Regions from separate parts of the Mus musculus genome. Here regions 2 and 3 are each linked to region 1. A link is a contact called in public HiChIP or PLAC-seq data. All regions are on one chromosome and are shown on one strand. Each heading gives the region's core, a stretch centred on a gene start, on an enhancer-like site or on the middle of the called end of the contact. The rest is flanking DNA. Distances are from core to core; before and after follow the strand shown. Region 1 overlaps Rnf220 (ring finger protein 220). Region 2 overlaps Rnf220 (ring finger protein 220). Region 3 holds the start of Rnf220 (ring finger protein 220).

Region 1 (4,093 bases), core at 1,505-4,004:
TCCAAAGCCTGAGTAAGTGCTCTTCTGGGGACATACATGACTACACGGAGTATCTCTGCCTGCTGGACTCACTTGAGCACTGCAGCTCGGAAGGGTGTGCTGCTCTTGAGTAGACACTTCTTGCCCACCAAGGAGCAAGTCCAGGCCCCTGAGGACACGAGGCACTGAACAAAAGGCCGATGGCCGGCAGCAGGGCAGGGTGTGTCAGCTCTCCTGCGATACTCTAGTATGGAGCTACAGTGAGCATCCGCTTATTTTTGTGCCTTATTTTCTGTTTCTCCATGCAGCTCGGATTGGGAAAATGAAACGGAGGAAGCAAGATGAAGGGCAGGTATGTCCCCTGTGCAGCCGCCCCCTGGCAGGATCGGAGCAGGAGATGAGTAGGCATGTGGAGCACTGCCTGGCTAAGGTAGAGGGGCTGTGGCCGCCCACCTCCCTTCCTCCCCTCCCCTGACACTTGCTGCTGACTGCGCCTCATCTCTGGGCTCCTGGGCTCTCCCTGGGCTCTCCGCAGCCACTCTGCTCTTGGCTCTCCTCTGCTTTCATTCCCACTCACTCACTCCCTGTTTGGGCTCCCGTGGAAAATTCTGGGGAAGAGGCCCAGGTCTTTGATTGCCATATTGAGTGTATTTCACGGGAGCCCTTTGGTATCCTGAGCAGGGGCTAGGGCTGTGCCTTCCTTGCAGGCTGTGGGAGCTGTAGGGATGGATGGCCTGGGCGCTGCATGACCCTGCTCTGCTCTTCACAGAGGGAAGGCTCCTGCATGGCTGAAGATGATGCTGTGGACATCGAGCATGCGGACAGCAACCGCTTTGAGGAATATGAGTGGTGTGGGCAGAAGCGGATACGGGCCACCACACTCCTGGAAGGTGGCTTCCGAGGTATAAAGCAGCTGACAACTTGGGTGGTGGCACTCTGGTGACCAGGTCACTTCTGGTAGCTGGTCATCATTTCCACCACGTGGGAGCTCTTGCTCGTGGGGCTCCTTTGTGACCGTGCTGCCCGCCTGTGATGTGCATATTAAAGTGGTTGTATTTGGGTGGGGAAATGGAATTGTGAGGCTGCAAGCTAGCAGTGACGAGGGGGGCTCTCAGCCTCGGGTGATGCATTGAAGGTGACAGCCAAGCCGCGTTAGCACCTGCATAAAATATTAAAGGGACGGTTATGCATTTATCACTCCATCCCTCTTAAGGCTGATAAATGAGAATCCAGCAACCTGCTGTACACCTCCAGCACTAGGGGCCCTCAGGGCTTCTAGGCAAACACATTGCATTTTCCTCCTCCTCCTCCCCAGGTCTGTGTCAGGGAAATCAGTTACAGAGGAGAGAGTGAGTTATGGCAAAATTTGACCTCCCATGAGCTTCATTGGTGAATCTAATTTTAGCTCTGATCCCATCTCTTCTCCCATGGCGCCCTCTGCCCTGAAGGAAGAGGGGCCTGGGCTCAGCTGCTCCCTGCTTCCCTTGGGCTCTCCCCAATCGCTGCCGAAGAGTCTTCAGGGCCCTACCCGTCTCTGCTCCCTTCCTAGCTCCTGAGACAAGGGTTGGCTCCCTAGATGAGACAGAAGAATTGGTTAGGTGCCCAGGGTCAGTGTCCTCTTGTCAAGCTCTGTCACCATGGGCAAGAGAAAGAGGTACCTGCTTCTTGGCTTCTAACTCTTTCTGTGTAAAGCACAGCTGGCACTGCAGTTTGTGGTCATTAAGAGAGCCAGGCTGCATCCCATCTGCCTCCTGTTTTTCTGGGCAACACCCTTGAGATGGCCACTGTGTGTGGTCTTTGGGGGATCTCTCAGCAGGCTCGAAGGAGGGCCTTTGCCTCCGTAGAGCCATGACACCTGGTCTCCGGTGAGATCAAGTCTCTGCAGTGCCATCCAGTGCAGATGGGCACTGTGCCTCTGAGCTTGTTGCATGGTGCCCACCAGTCTGAAGACAAGTCAGAGCGTAAATCAGGAGGGTTAAACCAAACTGTTGCCACCCCCTAGGTAAGCAGCCTTAGTTGTCATTGCACAGAGCATTTCTGTCCTGGGGCTCTAGCAGGTCTGAAGCCTCTCAAGAATGAAGGATGGCGCTCATGAGCCCAGGAATGAGGCACATGGATGCTAGGGTGTGTGACCAGGTTTAGAAGGCAGTCTTGCTGAGTCAGTTCTGGAAGGCTGTTCTAGATTAGCTCTGCTGTCAGTTGCAACTGTTCACACCAACTGCAGCTGCTGCTTAGGTTTCTTGGCAAGGAACAGGACCCTGTGGCTCTTGGGCTCCTGGAGTGTCTGAATGGGTCAGGCTGCACAGGGCCCACTGCTTAAGCAAAGCCATTTCTGCATGGGATGTGCCAGCAGATGGGTGTCAGAGGCTCTCGGGCCTCGGGTAGGTATCATCTTTCTGGGTGTGTTTACACTGCGAGGTTGATCCTTTCAAGAATTCCTGAGGAGAGTTCAAAGAGGGCTTTTCTTTGAGCGATTTGGAGAGCGAGAATGAGACTTGAAGAGGGAATGGGGCCGGAGGGGCCTTTATCTGCAGAGAATTGCTCCAGCTTTCCTGATAGAAGCTGCTGCCGCCTCTTAAACAGCTTAGTGCAGTCAAAAGACAGGCTAACTTGAAAGGCTGTTTTACAGCGAGATCAGCGGGGGCCACGAGGCAGAAAGTGGAGCCTCCTCAATGGGAGGGGCTATCAAAGAGAGGCCCTGGCTGATCCTGACTGCCTCTGCCCCTGAAGCCCATCTGCAAAAGCTGGCCATCTGTCAGCCGACCCTCCCTGGCCAGGACCAATAGGCCCAACTCTTGGGGGGGGGGGTTGGGTGTGGCCCTGCCAGGCTGCTGGTGTCAGTGCAGTGCATTGATCGCCGCCGGGCGGGCTGGGCCGCAAGCTGGGCAGCTCCTGCTTAATGTGATTGAAAGGCAGTTAAAATGGCGGTGACCTTTTCAGGAGGAATTAGATTGCCTGCCAAGACCGGTTAGAGGGAGTGATAACGCCAGCCGAAGAAGCTGCCCGGCCGACTTCAGAGAGGGAGGCAGAGGCAGGATGAGCAGGAGAGTAGCGAGGCCCATTTAAGCCGTCCTGTGCATGCTGACAGCAGAGATTGCTGTCCTTGTTAGATATGAAAGAGTTGAAGAACTGTGATAAGTCCCTGCATCCCTTCATTCCTCTGTCCCCCCTCCCAGACTAGGGTCCCCTCGTCATCCTCAACAGAGCTTCCTACATGGTCAGACCGGCTGCCTTGAATGTAATCTAGGCAGTGGTCTAGCAAGAGTCATGGTGAAGACACTTGGCTCAGAAGAACAGGCTGTGAGCTTGAGAGCCTGGGGTTAATGACAAGGAGGGTCAATGTCTCAGGACAAAAGAGAGCAAGAGAACGTCGAGGGAGGTCGGTCTACAAATAGATTCTTATTTATTTAGAGAGGAGATCTCACTATGTCACCCCAGCTGACCTGGAACTCGCTGTGTAGACCACACTGGCCTCAGACTCGAGTTTCATCTGCCTCTGCCTCCCAGTACAAACAGATTAAGAAACAGAAATAAAGCCTGGGGAAATGAGGAAAGTCTTGTAGAGAGCAGCTCGTCTGACCCTCGGGTCTCAGAGCACTCTGGGCTGTGCACTCCGCTGCCGCCTGCTCACTTGAAACCTCAGGTCTTTTGCACTGCTCGTGGTGTTGCATATGGGCAGAACCCAGGGCCCAGTGCTTCATCTAAAGATACAACAATTAGGGTAAAAGGTGCTTTTCTGGGATACTCTGCCAAACCTAGGCAGAAGAGATGTCTTCAGGCTAGAGAAATGGGCCACAAGGGAGGCAGCCTTGGGATAACTGTGACCATGTGACCTCCATCCTCAAGGAGCCATGTGACCAATGAGTAAGGGCTCGATTTTCCTCTTATTCCCTACCTCCTCTGTCTTAGAGGTGTGGGGTGCTGGGCTGTAAGTCCTCCCTTGTATCGGTTGCCAGTAAGAATTCACTTGTCCAGACTTGGGGAAGCCAGAACTCAGTACAACTAGAAGGATCAGTCTGCTCAAAAGGATGTGGAAAAGATTAGTTTTAAATAAGGTGGCTGTTATGTTGTGGGCCAGGAGTGGTAAGATGGTTCACTTCCCAGGATGATGCTC
Region 2 (3,897 bases), core at 369-2,868, 200 kb before region 1:
TCTACACCTATCTCCTTTGGGTGTGTGTTTAAAAGTTTTTGTCTAGATTCTGGTTGAAGCTGGAAGTAATGGAGCAATTTGGGAGCTATGTAGACACATAGAACCGTCTGGCCTTTCCGATGTTCCATGGTCAGTGTGGAACTGAAGTGGGGGGCCGGATGACAGGACCCTGTAGTACGGTGTCAAGAGACAGCAAACTCAGTAAGCCTTCTGTGGCTCACCTCATGAGAACTGTCTTTCCCTACTGACATCCATTTGTGGCTGAGACTGATAGCTTTGCATCTATCTCAGAGCAGCAGGGACAGAGCTGGGGGTGGGGTGAGGGCGAGCAGGAGCAGCCCCAGAAAGGCCTCTGCTTTATTTTCAGGTATATGATTCTCATTTAGGTGCCAGCTAATCCTGTATTACTCTCATTTGACCTTGCTTTTTTTTTTTTTTTTTTTTTTTTGGAGTTTGATTTAAATCAAGTCAGAGCAGCCTTGCATAATAAATACCTGTTAGAGGGAATAAAAGCTGGGCGGGGCCCCTTGAGCTTCAACTTGAAGGAGTTTCACAGGGAAGGCTAAGAGGCAGTAGGATGTGATAGTCAATGAACGCAGCCTCCGGAGTTGAGTTACGACCCTTTAGCTTACTTGCTAGGCAAATTACTTAACCTGTCCAGGCTTTAGTGTTCCTACCTGCAGGTTGGGACTCACACAGCCTTTAACAAAGTTGTTGTGAAGGACTGAATGATCACAGATCCATAGATAACCATTAAGTGTCCATATGTAATGATGGCTGTCATTCCCAGGACGATGTGGTAGATGATTCTTCCTTGATAGAAACCCCAGTGTAGCCAAACACGGAGGGGTCATTAGCGGCCAGCATGTGCAAAGGACCCTCTCACCCACTCCACCTATGGTAACACACAAAGAGGTAAGGAGGGAGGGAGGGAGGGAGGGGGAGGTTGTGGATCAAGCCTTTTTCTGTGATGGCCAGCTGCTTCACTTCCCTTTATTATCATCCGGCCACCAAGATTAACCCTGGGTTTATTCACAAGCAAGTAAATATGAAGAGTTAGATAAACTGGGTGTCCAAGTCCAGAAGGGACTTGATTAAGTTAGAGATCCAGTGGCCCAGGCCAAAGAACCTCAGTCTTATGATGCTTTCTTAGTCAAGACTTTTGCATTATCACATAGTGTTGGGAATAAATAGCGAATTGGAATCTGTGAGTGATGGTGGCTTGGGCCTTGCCTAATGAGATTTGCTAGCGTGGTATTTAACTAGTATTAGAATGCAGAGTTCCAGAGTTTTAGTACGTCCGTAGATTTTAAGTTACACAGACACTTTCACCCCCTTCCTTGCCTGTGTGAGACAAATCCGTGAACCTCCCCCCATCTGTGTGTGTCACAGTCCTGTGGCATGATGGATTGTTTGTGCTTGGGGGAGGCTTAGGATGGGGCTTGGAGGGGCCTTGCAGGTCAGGAGAGAAATACAGCCACAGCTCTGTGGCAGGGGGGCTGCCAGGGAGGGATTAGGGGGGGCGGGGCTAGGCGGGGACAGACCTCCTATGCATGTAGTGCCTGTATTCATTCTCCAGGGAGTAAAAGAGGCCTGGCTGCCATTAGTCAGGGCCACAAATAAAGTCAGTGCCTCTCTCTTTGTCAAAGCAAGCCCCATGGGGCTAGGGAACATCTGAGAATGACTCTGCACGTCTGTGGGGAAAGGACAAGGACGAGACCAACCCTCTAGCTGAGGACCTTGTGTTGAAGGCTGTGGTTCAAGACAGTAGCTCATATTTGGAAGGTCCCATGTTCACATAAGTGTGCGTCAGTGGCAGCCACCAGAGACTGGCTAGCAGTTAGCTGTCTCCATGGATTTCTTTGCGGCTCCCTGTTAGGGGCCACAGCATCTCCATGGATGATGGGTCCACCAAATTCTGCTCCCAGTTACCAGTTTCTCTTCTCACACAGACATAGAGGTGTGTGGCTGGCAAACACATACAGAGCATTCTTCATTTTAAGTGGGGTTTTTGTTGTTGTTGTTGTTGTTTTAAGACAGGGATTCGCTCTGAGGCCCAGGCTAGTCTGGAACTTCCCTGTGACTTGTAATGATCCTCCTGCCTCAGCTTGCTCTATACTGGAATTACAGCATGCCACCAGATCCTGCTCATTTTCAGTTTTGAAGGGAAGGCAAATTTTGAGACTGAAGTCCAAATGGTAGAATGTTCCATTCCTTAGGAATAGTGGGAGAGAAGAAAGGGGAGTGGAGGTGACTCCAGAGGCAAAGGCAGTGGTACACGCTGAGGGGAGGAATTAGCAGGGTTGCAGGGGCTAGGCTTGGGCTTCCTTCCTGAGCAGTTAAAAAAAAAAATCCTTAGAACAACAGAAGTCTGGATGCATGGGCTTCCTTCCTGACAGGCCGACCTGGTGGGGCTTCATTCACCCCAGCAGCAGTCAAGGCTGATTTACAGGGTGGGGTGGGAACCTTGACATGCCGGGTTAACCCTTTCCTGTCCACAGGGTTGCTAACACCACCTCTTTCTGTCTTCCCACTGTGACGCGGACAGCTCTTTGCTTTCCTCCCTTGGTCACTTCATGAGAGAACTCAGACCAGGAGGAGCTGGGTCACTTGTAGGAGACCTTGCAGTCTGCGGTAGCTGGCTCAAGGCTGATAGGCATGGGCTTTGGGTGAAGGTCTATTACCCTTTGGAGTATCACACTTTGATCATGGTCTCTGCATTGTCGTGGTCCTAGAAAACTTGGGGGTGTTGTTGTTGTTTTGTTTTCATTTTTTTACAAGGCAGGGTTTCCCTGCATAGCCCTGGCTATCCTGAAGCTTGCCCTATAGACCAGGCTAGCTTTGAACGCAGAGATTCGCCAGTTTCCACCTCTTTTATGCTGGAATTAAAGGTGTGCACCTCCTGGCGGGAGCTCAGTTTTGTTACTGTGAGATATTGGTACTGCAAAGAGAATGGTGCTTCCTCCTCTTGGCTGGTGGGTGAGGATGGTAGAAATGATGGTAGAGCATGTCACCGGTAGAGAATACATGGGTTGATCATTCAGCCCGATTTTCTCAGGCATCTACATTGTTCCTAGCACTGGGCTCTGTGCTGGGGAGGGAAGGGTGAATAAGAGGGATAGTCATCGCTTGTGCTGTCCTGGAACTTAAGGTTCAGCTAGCATCTGAAGAGCGTTATGAAAGGTGTTACTGCTGAGAAGTCTAAGCCAGCATGGGATTAGAAGCAGGAGTAGCTGATCTCATCTGAGATTCGGGTATCTATGAAGCAGGCAACCTTTAAGCTGATATCAGAAATCGGGCTGTTATTTAGTCAAAGCAGCTTGGGACAACGGTTTGGTTTTTTTTGGGGGGGGGTTTGTTTTTTGTTTTTTTTTTTATGGAATATTGCCTCTGAGAATGGCAGAAAGGACTCCAGAGCTGGCATGGGTTGACTAAGGGACTTGACTAAACTGAGAATACCATTTTTCCACAGTAGGATCTGAGACGTGACCTCAGATAACCATGGTACCGTATTCAGGCCTTCTTGACAGCATCCATTTGGTGTTTAGATGATACTGAGGCCCAACACCAGAGAGGACCCTGCTTTTAAAGTAGCTTCTAAGCCAGGCATGGTGATTCATACCTGAAATCCCAATACTCTGGAGGCAGAGGCAGGTAGATCTCTATGAGTTTGAGAACAGCCTTATTCTACATAGGGAGCAACAGACCAATCATGGCTACATAGTGTCTCAAAACAAACAAACACACAAAACGGAAAAGTAGCCTTCCAAAGATAAGTCACTATAAAATAGTATCTGATGACATATAACGTGTATCTTAATATCAGAAATCCCAGCAGAAGCTAGAACCAAACTTGGCAGAGAATAAGGGACCCAGCAATGTTTTTCCTGAGAGAAG
Region 3 (4,092 bases), core at 1,474-3,973, 210 kb before region 1:
CTTAGAGGAACTTTACAAATTGATCTGAAGGAGCTGGAGGCTGTGGCACAGGCTACTAATCCCTCTCTATTCAGGAGGCAGAGGCAGGAGGATCTCTGTGAGTTTGAGGGCAGCCTGATCTACAGAGTGAATTTCATAGTATCTTAGGTTATACAATAAGAAACACTGTCTGGAAAAAAACAAACCAACAAATTACAGAGAACAAAGCTGGGTTGGTAGTGCTTGTCAGCAATCCCGGAATCTGAGAGGCTGAAGCAGGGGGGTCACAAGTTAGATCAGGCTAGCCTGGGCTACAGTGTAAAATCCTGCCTCAATAAATGAAAGCAGTCTCTCAGGAGGAACAGTATCCTGCGATGTAAGTATGAGAACCCACCACAAGGATCTGTTTTCATCTTCCGAGGTAACACGGTTCAGTCTGGCTGAATCTGCCTTTAGAGTCTACACAGCTACTGCCCCTGTGGGGCGTTCTCAACTGTCACCTGCCACAGACTTTTCAACTAGTCTCCATGTCTGCCGTCTTACCTCCAGGCTGCTCACCCTCTGACGACTACCGTGTTGGACACCTCAGGGTTTCTCGTGTCTCTGGGATGAGGTCCACTCTCCTCAGGTTAGCACACAAAGCTTTGCTATTGTGCTGTGACTCACTTCTGCTTATCTCTTGGGGCTGAATGCCTCATATTTCAATTACCAGGGAATGCAAGGGGCTCCTGGTCCTTTCAGCATACTGCAGGGCAGGGCTCAATAAATACATGCTAAATTAATGGATGAAGTATTTTGTGTTCGACATCTCAACATGCAGCCCAGGATAACCTCTGTTCACTAGTCACCCCAACATAATTAGTAATAGTGGCCCATTTATGATTAAACTTTTCTCAGGTCAACAGATATATGGTCACCCTAATTACAGCAGTGGCTACATTGATTTCTAACCTGTTCTTTTGGTCCCTGACTAGATGGTTAGTTCTTTAGGGACAGGAGTTCTGTGGGATTTGGGGGTGGTGGGGGTGTTGGTTTGGTTTTGTTGTCATTGGTTGTTGTTGTTGTTGTTTTAATCTAAGCCATGGCCTTGCACATTCAAGGCATATTTGTTTTGGTTTGTTTGTTCTTGAGACAGTTTCTCTATATAGTTCTGGCTGTCCTGGGAACTCTCCCTGTACTCCAGGCTGACCTAGAACTCATAGAGATCTGACAGCTTCTGTCTCCTGTCTGGCTAAAGGTGAGAGCCTTTACTGCCTGGCTTGTATCTGTTCATTTTTAATACTCCTATATACTGACATTGTCAGATACTTAGATGATTCTCTTGAAAAAAAAATCAAGCATAGTTCTTGCCCACATAACGTTTATAACTCAACAGAAAAGAGCAGTCTAATTAACAATAGTGCCAATGCATGACTGGTATGGCTAGAGGCTTAGAAGTCCCTAAGCCAATTGAATCCTGTGAATGGAGGTAGTCATGGTCACAGAAGTCTAGGTGAGCCTATTAGCTGCTCATTTAAAGAGCTGCTAATTAAACATTTTAAGTGTAATCACCACACAGGAACTTAGCTAGTACCTTTTGTTGAGAGTCTCACTCCTAGCCCTGGCTGGCCTAGAACTCCCTGTGTAGACCAGGCTGTGCTGGGACTTTCAGCAGTCCTCCTGCATCTGCCTCCTGGGTGCTGGGATTACAGGCATCAACCACAGAGCCCAGTTCTATACAAACTTAAGCACATGTTAAACATGAGAAAAAGGGACGAAAAAGTCACATCAGAATGGAATATTGGTCTCATTCTGGTTTAGACTATAATCCTGGGAGGTTCTTCGCAGGATGGATTATCCTCATGTATCCTAGGGAAGAGAAATTTTTTCCAGATGAGAAACCTGACTTTTTAGAAACCAAGCCACAAAACAAAGGAATTACTTCAGAGGCCAGGATTAGCTTTCAGCTGGGCTTTGCCTTCTCAGCGGGGCCTACCTGCCTTCCCTGTTAGCTGTGTACCTAGAAGTAAGTCACAAAACCCAGCCTCAGTTTCTTCTTTTTAAAAACTAGAAATATTATCTCCAGAATTAAAGGGCTAAATGAGATTGTGGAATGACATTTGGACTCATAGCTTGGGTCTTAGAAGGTTCTCAATAATGTTAATTCTCTATTTCCCCAATATATCTTTTTATACCTCATGAATTAACAATTTGAAGAGAAAGAACTATATTATAAACATCAGTGACACCAGGGAAATTTTTATTCACAAATCTGGGTGTTAAACTAGGCCCCTTTTCCTCTCTGTCTAAATGTCAGTTTTATTCATATTCACTTACAATTTTATTTTTATAGGCAAAGACCCAAAGTAATATTCAAAGCACTAAACATTCGAAGCACTACACAGCAGGTAGGATCTTTCGGGGGCGGGGGGTGGGGGGGAAAGGGTAGAGTTTTATGTTGGAGCCAAGGTTTGGTGGTCAGCGAGCAGCCCTGACGTCAGGCTTAAAAGATTTAGCCATTTCCCCTTGGTCACTTTAGTTCAAAAAAGAATCGCGGTCAGTCAGATTTCTCCGAAGGGAAAGGAGGAGAGATGTAAACAAAGGCAAAAGACCTCTCTAGTTTCCACTTGGGCGGGCCACCTAAGACCATCCAGCCCTCTAGTGAGGGCAGCCAGGGCTGCTCTCCCGGAGTGCCCGGGGTCTGGACTCCATTTCCCAGAGTCCCTTAGTACCCTAATGTATTCAGTGCTCAGAGTGCCTGTATGTGTGTGAGTGTGAGAGAATGTGTGCGTGCATGTGTGTGTGAGTGTGTGTGTGCGCGCGCGCGTGTGTGTGCGCCTCCGAGTCCCTGGGAGAGTGGAGGCTCATTCACTGATTAGAGCCAGCGCTGAGAGGCAGCACTGCTCTTCTCTCACACCAACAGAGTCTCTTGATCTGTACATGCAATCCCAGGCAGCTCGCGAGCACAAACCCGGGGCCAGCCGCCTGCTGCTGCTGCTGCTGCCGCTGCCGCCACCACCGCCGCCGCTGCCCCCGCCGGCTCTGCGCACCCGGGACTTTTCATGCACCACACTCTCCGTCTTCTTACCTTGGTGTCCTGAAAAGTGCGATCGTTCTCCCCAGGAATTTCCACGGCAAGTACGGAGCCCAGAAAGGGGTGTGGATGCGTGTGCGTACACAAGAGGGGTGGGCGCGAGGGTGGCCGGGTTGCTGAGGAACCTGGCTAACTTTCGGGGTTGGTCTCCCAGGGATTCGGGCGGCTCCCCTGCGACAGGGACAGGGACTGGGACCTGCACTGCCGCGTCTTAGATCTTGGCGACCGAGCCTCCTTGGCTGTCGGTGCCCGGCGCGCTCAGTGCGCTGCCTCACTCAAACTTTCCGTCTTGAGTTTTCCTTAATGTGTTTTATTTGGGGGGTGCAAGGGGGAGGGACCAGACGCTGGAATTGGACAAGTAGGGAGGGCGAGGGGGATAGCCAGGGGAAGGGAGCAGGACTTCTCCATCTTTTTATAAGCCCCATTTCCACTTTGTTTGGGTCGACCGCGAGTAAGCTCTCCTGCCCGGCTTCCCGGTGCACCCCGCTGTGATTTCCGCGGGCCCGGTCTGAGTGTTACTCAGTGGGGACTCTCAGGCGGCGGGCGGGATAGGAAAGGGGCGATCTGTTGAGAAACGATCCCAGCCGCACAACACATTGCCGACCCGGTGGGGTACCCCGCAGGCTCCGGAGCCTTGGGGTCCCCAGAGGCTCGGCTTACTTTTTCCTGACGAGGACGGGTGTGAAGGATGGAGAAGGAGAGCCGGGGGGTGCGGTGGGGGTGGGATGGGGAAAACCTCCGCCTGCAGGATGAAGGCAGGTGCTGCCACTGAGGTGAACCGTGCTATCTGTAACCGGTAAACTCCCAGCTCCACTGGGTTGGACTGGCCGGCCTTAGAGTAACGCGTTCCGTGCCGGTCTCCTGGGATTGGGGGTGGGGGGGCGGGATCCCCTCTTCCAGCGATTATAAGGAGCGAGGTGGGAGGACGATCTTGTAAAATCACGAGCTTGCTTTTTGTGTGTGTGGTGTTTTTTCTTTTTCTTTTTTTCTTTTCTTTTCTTTTCTTTTTTCTTTTTTTTTTTTTTTTTTTTTTTTTTTTT

What was found. HiChIP or PLAC-seq counts read pairs in DNA pulled down with a chosen protein or histone mark.
Region 2: an H3K4me3 HiChIP or PLAC-seq map of embryonic midbrain shows a contact between it and region 1, with 4 times the contacts expected there. The contact joins two enhancer-like sites. A contact is called at or near these places in 3 of 39 promoter capture datasets (cranial neural crest, maxillary cranial neural crest and second pharyngeal arch cranial neural crest), 6 of 484 Hi-C or Micro-C datasets (LSK cells, embryonic fibroblasts, embryonic stem cells and 3 more), 23 of 115 datasets of contacts at active chromatin or transcription factors (bone marrow-derived macrophages, craniofacial prominence, differentiating embryonic stem cells and 12 more) and 1 of 9 other capture datasets (adipose tissue).
Region 3: an H3K4me3 HiChIP or PLAC-seq map of forebrain shows a contact between it and region 1, with 4 times the contacts expected there. The contact joins the promoter of Rnf220 here to the enhancer-like site in region 1. A contact is called at or near these places in 15 of 39 promoter capture datasets (the 3T3-L1 cell line, the C10 cell line, the HPC-7 cell line and 8 more), 1 of 15 datasets of contacts at CTCF or cohesin (the NIH/3T3 cell line), 33 of 484 Hi-C or Micro-C datasets (B cells, LSK cells, bone marrow-derived dendritic cells and 15 more), 38 of 115 datasets of contacts at active chromatin or transcription factors (T-cell acute lymphoblastic leukemia, bone marrow-derived macrophages, craniofacial prominence and 20 more) and 3 of 9 other capture datasets (adipose tissue, liver and pancreatic islet).

The regions. Positions count from the first base shown.
Region 1 is chr4:117,282,167-117,286,259 of GRCm38.p6, reverse strand. It overlaps Rnf220 (ring finger protein 220), which reads left to right. Exons shown (of 15, transcript NM_025739.3): 7 at 288-331; 8 at 749-881. Among named protein-coding and RNA genes, the nearest start is that of Gm12843, 5.1 kb to the left of the region's middle. Within about 2 kb of position 2,754, at least 55 of the 459 cell types and tissues checked have an H3K27ac peak or open chromatin away from gene starts, as enhancers often do. A contact at or near this core is called in cerebellum, cortical glia, differentiating embryonic stem cells and 3 more, where this site is marked.
Region 2 is chr4:117,478,697-117,482,593 of GRCm38.p6, reverse strand. The region is part of intron 2 of Rnf220 (ring finger protein 220); the gene reads left to right. Among named protein-coding and RNA genes, the nearest start is that of Gm12827, 15 kb to the left of the region's middle. Within about 2 kb of position 1,618, at least 19 of the 459 cell types and tissues checked have an H3K27ac peak or open chromatin away from gene starts, as enhancers often do.
Region 3 is chr4:117,495,683-117,499,774 of GRCm38.p6, reverse strand. Rnf220 (ring finger protein 220) reads left to right here and starts at 2,723. Exons shown (of 15, transcript NM_025739.3): 1 at 2,723-3,092. It overlaps Gm12827 (a long non-coding RNA gene), which reads right to left and starts at 4,038. Exons shown (of 5, transcript XR_868034.2): 1 at 3,047-4,038.